Regions from separate parts of the Mus musculus genome. Here region 2 is linked to region 1. A link is a contact called in public HiChIP or PLAC-seq data. All regions are on one chromosome and are shown on one strand. Each heading gives the region's core, a stretch centred on a gene start, on an enhancer-like site or on the middle of the called end of the contact. The rest is flanking DNA. Distances are from core to core; before and after follow the strand shown.

Evidence for each region. HiChIP or PLAC-seq counts read pairs in DNA pulled down with a chosen protein or histone mark.
Region 2: a contact with region 1 is called in an H3K4me3 HiChIP or PLAC-seq map of embryonic forebrain, with 4 times the contacts expected there. The contact joins two enhancer-like sites. A contact is called at or near these places in 1 of 39 promoter capture datasets (hippocampal neurons), 1 of 484 Hi-C or Micro-C datasets (neural progenitor cells), 2 of 115 datasets of contacts at active chromatin or transcription factors (astrocytes and embryonic forebrain) and 2 of 9 other capture datasets (embryonic tail and embryonic trunk).

What each region holds. Positions count from the first base shown.
Region 1 is chr13:83,870,294-83,876,034 of GRCm38.p6, reverse strand. It overlaps Gm52045 (a long non-coding RNA gene), which reads left to right. Exons shown (of 3, transcript XR_003950631.1): 3 at 2,812-3,259. Among named protein-coding and RNA genes, the nearest start is that of Gm52045, 10 kb to the left of the region's middle. Within about 2 kb of position 2,989, at least 47 of the 459 cell types and tissues checked have an H3K27ac peak or open chromatin away from gene starts, as enhancers often do. A contact at or near this core is called in embryonic forebrain, where this site is marked.
Region 2 is chr13:84,636,522-84,642,262 of GRCm38.p6, reverse strand. All of the region lies in intron 2 of Gm34196 (a long non-coding RNA gene), which reads left to right. Among named protein-coding and RNA genes, the nearest start is that of Gm34246, 36 kb to the left of the region's middle. Within about 2 kb of position 2,827, at least 20 of the 459 cell types and tissues checked have an H3K27ac peak or open chromatin away from gene starts, as enhancers often do. A contact at or near this core is called in embryonic forebrain, where this site is marked.

The sequences.
Region 1 (5,741 bases), core at 1,740-4,239:
CCCCTGAGCAGCAGTCCACAGCTGCTGGAGACCACGTGGCAGGCAAGATCAATGGAGCCAGTGCCTTCTTACCAGGACTCTGGTATTAAAATCCACAAAAGTGAAGAGAGGAATAGCCACTGTCCAGACATACAGCTTCGCTGCACATTAAATTTGGGGTTAATATTTGAACTGTCTTTACTAGACAAGATATTCAGTACTTTGAAAAAAAATTGATTCTTCACATGTTTCACATAAAAATTAACTTGTCTTAAGGGAAACTTTAATTAAATTCACAGAGAATATTTGCAGATATAAATTAAGATATATTTTATCTTTTGTTTTTAAAAAGTAAGATTAATTTCTTTAAGCTTTAAGCTTTGCACACAAATATACTCTTATTCATATTGTCTTGTAAAATGGGGCCAGATGACTAGCACATACATCATTGCCACCAAAGCGCTAGTTACCTCCAAAAGACTCCAGTAACAATACATTTCACACAGAAAGATCACTAGTGTTCACTGTTGGCTGGCAAATATTTAAATACATGCACTACAAACAAGCAATGATTACAGATCAATAACAGACACATCTGTCGATTACGTTTATTCTGTTCTTCAGGTGGACTTACTTTTGTCTATTACTGTATCTTTTGAAATGTTATTGTATATATCACCCTAATGATATTATGTGTATATATTAAATCTATGATGCATTATACATGTTCTATGCATCTTACAATCTTCTACTTAAAGTGCAGTGAATTACAGAGGCAGAGATTCTCTTCTAAATACTCTATTGGTAGAATATTTTCTCTACTTACCTTAAGTAACAGATGCTAAAGTTGGTAGGCAGTATGAGAAATTAATCCCAGAAATTAATATTGAAGTTATTAATAAAATTAATAAAATATTTAAAGGAGTTCTACTGTTCAGAAAAAAAGTCTCATTTATTTGTTGTCACAAAGTTGTATTAACAGTAAAGTACTAACCAAATATATTTGGAGACACTATATGTATCTGCTTGACAAATTTAATTATAAACTACTATGGTGATCACTAATAAAGTTAATACGTAAAAAGCAGTAATATTCAGGTTGCAGCGGTCCTTGGTCTGAAAACATGGGAGAATTAATGCAAAAAAAAAAATACCAAGCATCATTTGAATAATGATTTCATTGTAACAATTTTCTCTGAGAAGTGTTTTTGATGAGGTCATCTCCCTACAACATGACCCCAGGTCTTAAGAAGCAGCCATGTTAGGCTGGTGACATCCATGATATTAGAGTACAAGGAGTATGTGGACTATGAAATCTATAATATGTGTATTTGATATACATATATCATGGACAAAATCACATCATGCAAATATAATGACCCCAAACAGCAAAATTGCAGTAGGTCTAGATACACGGCATTTGTTTGATGGTATCATCAGATACAAACAGAACAGAAGAAATCATTTCTGTCTTACAGAAATAGTTTTTTCTTTTAGTCATATAAGTAAAAAAAAAAAAAACAAAAAGAACACATTTATACTAGACAAGAGAAAATTCAAGGAATGGCCTTCAAAAGTGGGGACATAATTTGGTAGTTACATATGAACTGTAACATCCAACTATATACAAGGCTGAGCTTTCTTTATGAAGTAAAACCTACACTACACACCTTTGCTTTCTATCACTATGTAAGAGTAGGTGTGAATTCACTTGGATTGATACAGGGTGATGTGAAATGACTTTTCTTTCAGCTATTTCTGTAGTGCATTTTAAGTATTTTTCTTATAAAATAAACTCATTTAGCAGTAAGTTTGCATTGTGCTTTGATCTATAGTTGTATATGACTATGGGGAGTACAGCCATGAACTTACTTCCTGAAATACTTCCTAGCTCTCCATATTTTTACTTTTTTCTACAGATCAGGCAAAGGTTGACATACATACAAGCTTATATCATTGCGCTTGTGTCTAAGACTTAGAAGACTTTGTAAAAATCAAGTGTTTCACTTCTAATACAGCAACGTGCACCCTCTCAGATCCCTTCACAAATAACCTGCCTCCCTTCAACATGGTCTACAGTGTAAGGACCAGAGATGTGACTTTTCTGAGAAGACCCTGTGCACAAGTGTGGAAGTGTGGAGGAGAAAGCAGATTATTCCATTAAGTATAAGTGTTCCCTTTAGGACAGTATAGCGGTAGACAGCATAAACAAAAACAGGTTTTGCATCCTAGCTGTACACAGTACTCCTTTGTGTAGTTGACTGACTGCTGACAACAATTAAAAAAAAAAAATAACTGTAGCATTCTGCTGTCAAACTTTCCAGATACTTTATAGAGAACTTCAAAAATATGATTCCTTTTTTCTCAAATACAACTAATTTGAAAATTAATGTAGTGCCACAAAACATGAATGCTCCTTGCCATTGAGGAGGCTCCTATCTCCCAACAATGGGCAGAATTTCACAACCTAGTCTTTCAAAGAAGTGTACTGGTACCACATATACATGCCTTACATGGCAGTGAGGCCAATATTATTAATATAAAAATTTCAAAAGCATTATTTACCAATTTTGACAGTTGTCATGGACATCACTGTGTCATATGGCATTTTTGACAAAACAATTTGCTAGCTGATAGTTACAGGAGTACTGAAAGATTCCCTCCCTGCCCTACCCTTTTACAATACAAAAGTACATCCTTAATGTAACTTCTCTGCTGAAGAGAAGACTGGGCTCTATAAGACACCCTTCCCAGTGCAGTTTCAATACAAGGAAGTGAATGCAAGTGTTAACAAGGCCTAATCTTCTCTTTTGTATTTGTTTCTTCATTAAGCTCTAACTATGCTCTGGCTCTTGTGCCCTGAAGATTTGATGTGAAGATGGTATGACAAGCTTGGCTTCTCCTGATGCAGCTGGCACTCCTGATGCCAAAAGCCAGAGCCTATGGTAGTGGGATGAGGAGAGTTGTTCCCAGCACAGTTTGCCTGTCAGTTTCCCATCCGCCTCGCAGTGCAGCACCCCCTCCGCAAGTTCCCCTAATGAGAAGTGGAGGACAATACCAGTATTGTTGTTTCTACTGGCAATCGTGTGGAAAGAACAGTCGCTGTTTACCCAAGCATTTGTATTACCCAAACTCTGTGGATAATTACTTCTAGAGTCCCAGATTAACTCTGCTCTTTGCCTCAGCACAAAATATCTATTTAGATAGAAACCCAACAACTTTTCTGTCTCTTAGAGCATTTTAATAGTTTACCATTAAACTAGTTTCATATTTATCAAAAGACAAGAAACATACCTAGATATTTTGCACTCAGGACATCAAGAGTTTGTCAGACATATAAGAACTCCCATATTTAAGTGAGCTTGAAAGTCACTCTCACTCCATCTGCCCCAGCACCATCCTAAAAAAAAAAAAAAAAAAAAAAAAAAGCTGTAAAGCACACTCCTCCTTCAATTGGTATAGCCTTATACCTAGGAACTTATGGCAAATAAAAGCATATTTCAAGTAAGAATGACATTTCTGGTCAGTTTATCCCTGTCAGTGTCTTATGGAAAAATATGTAAAAGAAAAATGTCTACTTATTTAATTAACATACAATTTCATGATATGCCTTTGTTTACTAAGCCCTAGCAAAATGGTACTATTGCTATGTCTATTTCCATGATACTGGTAATAATTTTAATCTGTCACATCATTCTTACCCCCTTCATGTCCCACCCCACATGCATTCGGCTGTTAGCAGTATGCAAAACACCATCATGAATATGCGTAATTATGGAGATTCATGGTAATTTTTCAGGGTTATCTGATGTGACGTTTATAGGACAGCAGCATACATCAATTTAAACAAGAGTGACAAATATCTTATCCTTTATATTTCTATAGTATTTTTAATATTTCCTCAGCCCCTCTCCAGGGAGTAGTATGAAATGGTAAGAACTTGAATAATAAAAACGTTAAACAATCAAATGCTTTGCTAGATGTTTTTTTTTTAAGCAAGTTTTACAATGATTCTCTACCTGTTGAAGTTTAAAAAGTATACTGTATGGATTTTTTTACTTAACAATACTTTCATCAAGTGTCTTATACACTTCAAACCAACAAAAGCATGGGCTGCTGCACATGGCATTTTAAGATGAGGGCAAAATTGCTTAATTACTTTTAAACTATGGTTGCTTGCCTGACAGAACTATTTGGCAAACATAGTCCACCAATTTTATTAAGTGTAGGGACCTGAAACACTAATCTCTTTGGAGCATATTTGAATTTTGTTCTAAGTGAGTTGCACCTCTTGGAGACTTGCACATTATCTTTATCTCGGTGACTAATTAGGACTCGCTTGACAATTTCATATTTACAATGATTATGAAGTAGGAATCCTTTTTCTTGTTCAGACTGTTTGTCATGAATACTGTATAGTAATAGTTACATTGAAGACATAGAGACTCCCACAATATGATTGAGTGGCAGCTTAAGTTTAAGCTGAGTAAACGTGAATGGTATCAAGATGTCTCAATAGAGGGGCAATTATTATCCACTTCTCATGCCATCACTAAAAACAACAAAATAACTGTTCATTCAAGTCATTATATCAGCCATATTTTTAAATGTACTAACAATAAAGTCACTAAAAGTTGGCTTGATTGAAAATGTCACTCCTCATTCCAATCAAACAAATTCAGAATTCTCTTTTTCTCGGGCAAACACTTTCATGATTCCAGGTTGAGGATCAAACCTTTACAGTTAAATATTGTACAGTATTTTGTTACTAAAGCAATACCAGAATACTCTCTAAAGAATCAGCAGGACCTATTGTTTGAGGGTATTGCTAGTAAAAAATGACAAGGGTGGATACTGGGACATTGATCCAGAGGTTGTTGGAAGAAGCTATTTTGTACCACATATGTATAATTGTATGTTAAATCATTAAATATCATTGTTTATTGCTTAGAAATAATTCCTTATGAAAATACATTAAACGTTTGCCCCTTGTTAAGGTCCCAGTTTGATTAATAAACAAATCTTCTGGTATAGTAAACCCAAAACATAACAATGTTGTTAAAAGATTCACCTTTGTAGTGGGATGTTTTCTAAAGTGCCACTTTCAGCAAACACAGTTTCTTTCGATATACATGTATAACACAAACTAAAGAATTGATGCAATCATCCAAATAATTCAAGGGTAAAATACATGTGCTTCAACTATTTATTGCAAGGAAAAGTGAAGGATTTAGCATGAACTGTACAAAGGACTGTCTTGATTTTCTTCACTTTTCATGTGCAGACCTAGTTTACAATAATATTTGTCAACATTTGAAACTTATACATATATAATGCTGAAGTATCTCTCCACAGAAGATGACCACCACTCTTCTCATAGCAATGATTTATACTCTTTGGTTGTACTCATGTTTAGTTGAGTTAGACTCTGTGTGTGTGTGTGTGTGTGTGTGTGTGTGTGTGTGTGTGTGTGTGTGTGTGTTGTGTGTGTGTGTGTGTGTGTGTGTGCGCGCGCGTGTGTGTACATGTGTATGTGTGCAAATTAAATTGAGGTAAAACTAAATAGACTCATCATGTTCATTTATTAACTGCTTGGTTAATAAATAGATTCATATAAATGATACATTAAGTTTCAGAAAAGAGGTTCTTTAATATAGCCTTTCTAAAATTTTATTAATAAATATTTCTGAATATAGCCATAAATTAATTTGTATACATTTACATTTATAGTGAAATAGAAAAACTTTTGAGAGATGTTCTAT
Region 2 (5,741 bases), core at 1,578-4,077, 770 kb before region 1:
AAGCAGGAGGGGGAAGTGGATAAGCCAGAGAAGAAGGATATGAACAAAATGCATTTTATAAACAGATGCAATTATTGACAAGTCTTTGTTTCAAAAAGAGCAAAAAATATTTTATTTAAGTAGTATATATTAACACAGCTCTACGCAAGAGCACAGGTCAGATCTATTTTTCCCCTACATACACACATCTCCCCATCTGTTAATTATAATTAAATATTCAGATCAAGCTTTGTTTTAATTTCCAGAATTAAGGCAGGACATATAATTATTTAGCTTTTGTGTCTGATTTATTTCAGTTAATATAATGTTCTCAACTTTCATGTAAATTTCTGAAATTCTAGGATTTCATTCTACTTTACGGCTGTATAATATTCCCATATATATATATATATATATATATATGTATATATATATATATATATATATAAAACATATAATATATTTTATTTATCAAGACATCTGCCATTTGGCACCCAAGATAGTTCTATGTCCTAGTTATTCTAAATAGTTTTACAATAAATATGGGTGTGCTTATATCTCTCTGGTATGATTTCATTTCCTTTGAATATATGTCCAGAAGTAAAATTCCTGGACTTTGTGATTGATCCAATTTTTGGTTTTGCAAGGAACTTTATATTGTTCCCTGTAACTTCTATAGTAATTTTCTATTCTCACCTACAGTGGGTAGGACTTGCTTTTCCTCTGTATCCCTATTAGCACCTGTTGTGCTGTGTGAATATTCTGTTACTGCTGTGAAGCTGCACATGGCTGTCATTTTCCAAGCATCACTCATTGAACATACCTTCTGTTCTCTGGTATATGCTGTTCCTTTGTTGCAAAGCAATTGGCTATAGGTTTAATTCTGAGTATTTGATTCATGGGCCTGTATTTATCTTTATTACAAGTACCAGGCTGTCTTTATTATTATAGCTATGCAATATGCCTTAAATTCTGGCATTGTGGTACTTCCAACTTCATTCTTGCTACTCGAAATTGTATTTGGGGTCTTTTGTGCTTTCATATGAATTTTGGGGTTATGTTTTAAAATTCTATAAAAATATTAAGTAAACTTTTTATGTTCTCTTCAGGGAAAAGAAAAATAAGAATGAAGAGTGTATTGCTGATAGTTGATAAACTATAGATGCCAACCCAGCCTGTAAGTGCAGGAAGCAGACCTCAGCTTTGCTTCCTAGCAGACTCATAAACCAGCCAGCCAGACTTAGTCTAAAGCTCTGAAGTGAATTCTGACTGCCACCAGGAGTCCCAGATTGTAAAGCTGAGAATCAAAAGCAAATCATCCCCAAATTACAGCCTCAAAAACCCTGCAACAAAATCCTAGGTCAATAACAGTTGGGAACATAATCTCAAGTAAGACAATTCTAAACTTGAGAACTTAGAAAATAAAATATTAGTAGTAAGCAATAATGATTATTATATAGAGATGAAACTCAGATTTGAAAAGGCTGTGTGGCTAGAGGCAGCAAACATCCCAAATCTGTTCAAAAGTCCTTAAATTTTCTTTCCATAAAAAATGGGACTTTTTTGCCATTTACACTCTTTTTATGTCTCCCATCTATTAGTTCACAATTAGGAACAGTTTTGAAAACTAACTTGAAATGATCTTAACTTAGGATGGTTGGGCCTGACTGATTTGCTGGTGTGTGTGATGACATCAAGTTTGTGGAGCTTATGAAAAATGAACTTCCTTTGGAGTGTGGGTCACACTTCACCTGATCTTCGACCACCATGAATCAAGTTTTTTTTGATTCTATCATCATTTTGCAGCCTGAGTATTCGTGAAGCCTAAACTTGCACCAATGCTTTCAGGACCAACATTAAGAAGGAAGAATTATTACCAGAGTCTCTTCAGGGACTACTACATAAAAGGAGCAAGAGAAAGGTCCCATTCTTTAGCACTCAGCATTGCGATGAAGGTGACATTGGCAGACTGTATGTGGCAGACCAATAATTGGGATAGCCATTAGGATCATTTAGATTGCATAAGAACTGTGGTTTAATAAAGAAAAACATCACCATTATACAACAGGAAATATTTCTTTTGAGCATCCTTCCAGTGTATTTTGCAAAATTCTTCCTTCTATAATCCAGCTATTATACTTAAAAGACTGCTTATTGGACTTAAAAGTTTTTTTTCAACATTTGGGATTGAAGAAATTGTAAAGTAACAAATGTAATATCATTCTGTTGGATTAAATAATCCAATCCAATAATCTTTGTAATCTGGAAAAGATCCCAATTGTTAACCTAATATTCACCCCATTCTTCTGCACAGTGTCCACTGAAGAGTGTCCTAGACACCATTGTAGATGAAACATTCATCCTGACAATGCCCAAATATGCCTAAAATTGCAGATGATGGTTCTGAGCTTTTCCGCCTGCTTATCTGTCTGCCTTCCATGTGACCCTAAATTAGGCATCAGAAGGTATAGTGTGTAATACAGATTCCAGGCACAATATACCTTCTCGCAATTAGTTGAAAGTGCTGTTTTGTAATTAAAGGGTGAAGTGGGGCATGATGAACATATGGAAAAGGAGACCCTTAATAAGTGATGGAGCCTTCAAAAGAAATTGCTAATTAGTATGCATTTGATGTGCACTATACCAATTTTAAGACTTTGCCTTGAATAAATTGCTATGTTGGGTGTTCGAAGGAGTGGTGAGATTAGCATTTACAAAGGGGGCAATTTTCTGTCTTCTTGACTCTGTTAAATGGAGGAAATAACTTCCAAGACTGGAGCAGTAGTTAGCCCATCAATCATTCTCACAGCTGGAAACTGGGGATCCCAAATGCAGAGATCAGTTAATCCGTCAGCTAATAAGTTCATAGTGGCACCATATGGCGTGGGGCCACTCCACACTGGGAGAAGGACAGAACTGTTTACACAGGCATGCTGCTTTCTCAGGTAGCTCCCTGCTGACAGAAACCTTTGTTCTGAAGGATCAATTTACTTTGCACAGTAAATTGACTGAATTGATCAGTTCAGAGCATATAATTGTTGGCTAATCCTGTGGAATCATGTCCCATCCATGTGAGTAGGACAAAGGGGTGCTGCCCATGGCTTGGTCTCGGGCTCCATCCTGGGGCTATTCTCATCAGACAGACTGGACACTGATTAAAGGACCAGCAGAGAGTAGAGATGTAGTGAGCATTGACTTCAAAGAGACGAGAAACTGTGCAACGTCTAGAAGGCCGTCTCTACTCAACTGATATCATGACATAACAAAGTAAAAACAGTCCGTCTAAACAATTTAGAACCAGCTATTTTCAAAACTCTGAAATGAAAAGTTACTGCTTGTCTCCAGAGCTAAGTTTCACTACTCATGTTCACTCCCAAAGTTACCTTTCGTTTTGGCAATGAAAGGAACTGAAAGAGAAAAAGAAGCTTAAGGTACATGTCCAGGAAAGCATGGACACTGGAAATGAAGTGAGAGATGCATTTCTTAGACATCGTGCTCCAGTGGAGGAGGCATCCACTGTTGTTCCTGTGCATAGGGTATGGGAAAATTCATCAGAGCCTTTCAGAGCGAATGGGAGCAAAATCTTCCCATTCCTAGCACACTGGTGTGAATCCTGGTGCTTTGTTCCATAGGCGTGTTTGATCTGACTTTGTTTTTTCCTTCTCACATACAAAATAAAAGAAGAATAAATAAGATGAAAAAAAATCCACCAATAGAGATAAATGTTGGACATAGTTCCCTTCAACTAAAGTTTTTCTTCAAAAGCTAGTGTCAATAGAATCATTTCACATCAATGGTTTGAAAAGAGACTTGTGTTCAATAGGAACTGAGGCCATTTGGTGTCCCTGAGCAGACATTTGCTTATTAAATGTCTGAGCACTAATGAACTTTATAGACCTGCCCTGAGAATTTCTACCAATTAGAGGGCTTTTGATTTTTTTTTTACCTATTTTATGGAGAATAAATGTCTGAGATTTGCTTCATATGGAAAAATAGCAGCAAATTTGACAGCATGTGGACTCTTAGAAGTTATTTTAATCTTGCTCATTATGTAAACCAACACATGCTTGGTGATGTTCTAACCACCAGAGAGAGGGATATGCTCTATGATAGATAATTCCAAATGATCTAATATTATTTATCTCAAAGTACTCTGAGTGTATTTCCCCAAATTTCTATGGAACTGAAAATTTTCCCTTTTATAGTCTTTTATTTCTATCACTACATCCACAGTTCCTAGGATTCCATGGTGTTTTAAAAAGCAAAAATCAAAGAATATTTTTTCTGATTTATTTTAGTAAGCATTGTTATGAAAATAAGATAAAGTATAAGTAGTTCTGTAAATATATTTTCATATTAAACTTGTAAAGTTAAAAAGAAAAGTAGCATATTGTGTCCTGGAAAGATCATAAGCAAGAGTCTCCCATGAAAACAGGCACGCTGCCAAACTCTGGTCAAAGAGAAAAATAAAAAGGCTTTTGTGTATTTTGATAAATTTCCTCTCTCAATTGTTACTGGTTTGGAGTGTCCCTCTCTGTACATTGAATATGAAGTAAGTTTTAACTCCTTGTGAGTCACTCATATGACATGTGTCCATTCCTTGACTAGCCTAAATGAACACCCTGAAGTCAACTGGAATTCCCAGGTACTGAACCTCCAGCATAAAATAGATTCCTAGGCCTGTTTCATATCTCACCAAATCTCCAGCTCATACTCATCTCAACATTTGCTTCATTGTGGAAATCATTGCAATGTTTGAAATCAAAGACAAAACTTATCGAGTCATGTATGTTATCTATTCATGGCAATAACTATTCTCTAGTTAGTGGTAAGCAAAGCTTTATAAATACAGTGACTCATTTTAATTATTCTTAATATGTAAGTGATAGATCTGGAGAAGTTACATCTTACCAAAATATTTCCAAACTTTGTAGCCATTTCTCTACCTTGTGTACATTTTCATCTTCGCCTCAACTGACATGAGAGTTTGTAGTAGTTTTCTGTACATCTCTGGGAATTTCTTTAGTCAGAAAATGGAGAAAGCATGTCACAATTTTCAATAACCTGTCCCAACATCTAGGACCAATTTCCAACTCATTATCCTAAAATCTTTACATGGAATCTCCAACAATTTAGCCTTTTCATTTTGTTTTAATTAGCAAAGAAGAAAGATGCAAGGGAAAATATAGGCTTGCTTCTCCCCTTTGTCACTGCTGACCTGCTTGTCCCTGGGCCTTTCTTCTGAATACAAAGAAAACTTCTCTGCCACCTCATTATAGATTGTACTGTTCACAAACTATCTCTGGAACACATCATTAATGTGTGTTTTTTTTTTCCTCTGTAGCCTCAGACTAAAGACATGCCTATTCAAGAGCTTGAGAAATATTCTGTTTTTCTAGCTTTGGATATGTGGATTTGTCTGTAGACTTCTTCATAGACTAGGGCAAGACAAAGATCAAGACCCAGGATGCTTACTGTTCGCTGCGGCTGCAGTATCGGTCTGTCCACCTAAAATGACATTCTCACATTTATAATTTCTATTTCCCAACTTCTTTTATATCCGCCTCCATGATCTCTATGCATTCCACTGTGTAATCTGCTTGTTGTTGATCCCAGCCTCCAAATGTAAGCCATGGTAAGATCGACAGATTTACCTTCCTTGCTCACTTCTGTGTCACAGAATCTTGAATAGCGCCAAGAACATCAGAAATATTGTTTAGGTCCCTATGCAAAATTTATCTGCAAAATGGAACCCCGCGTAT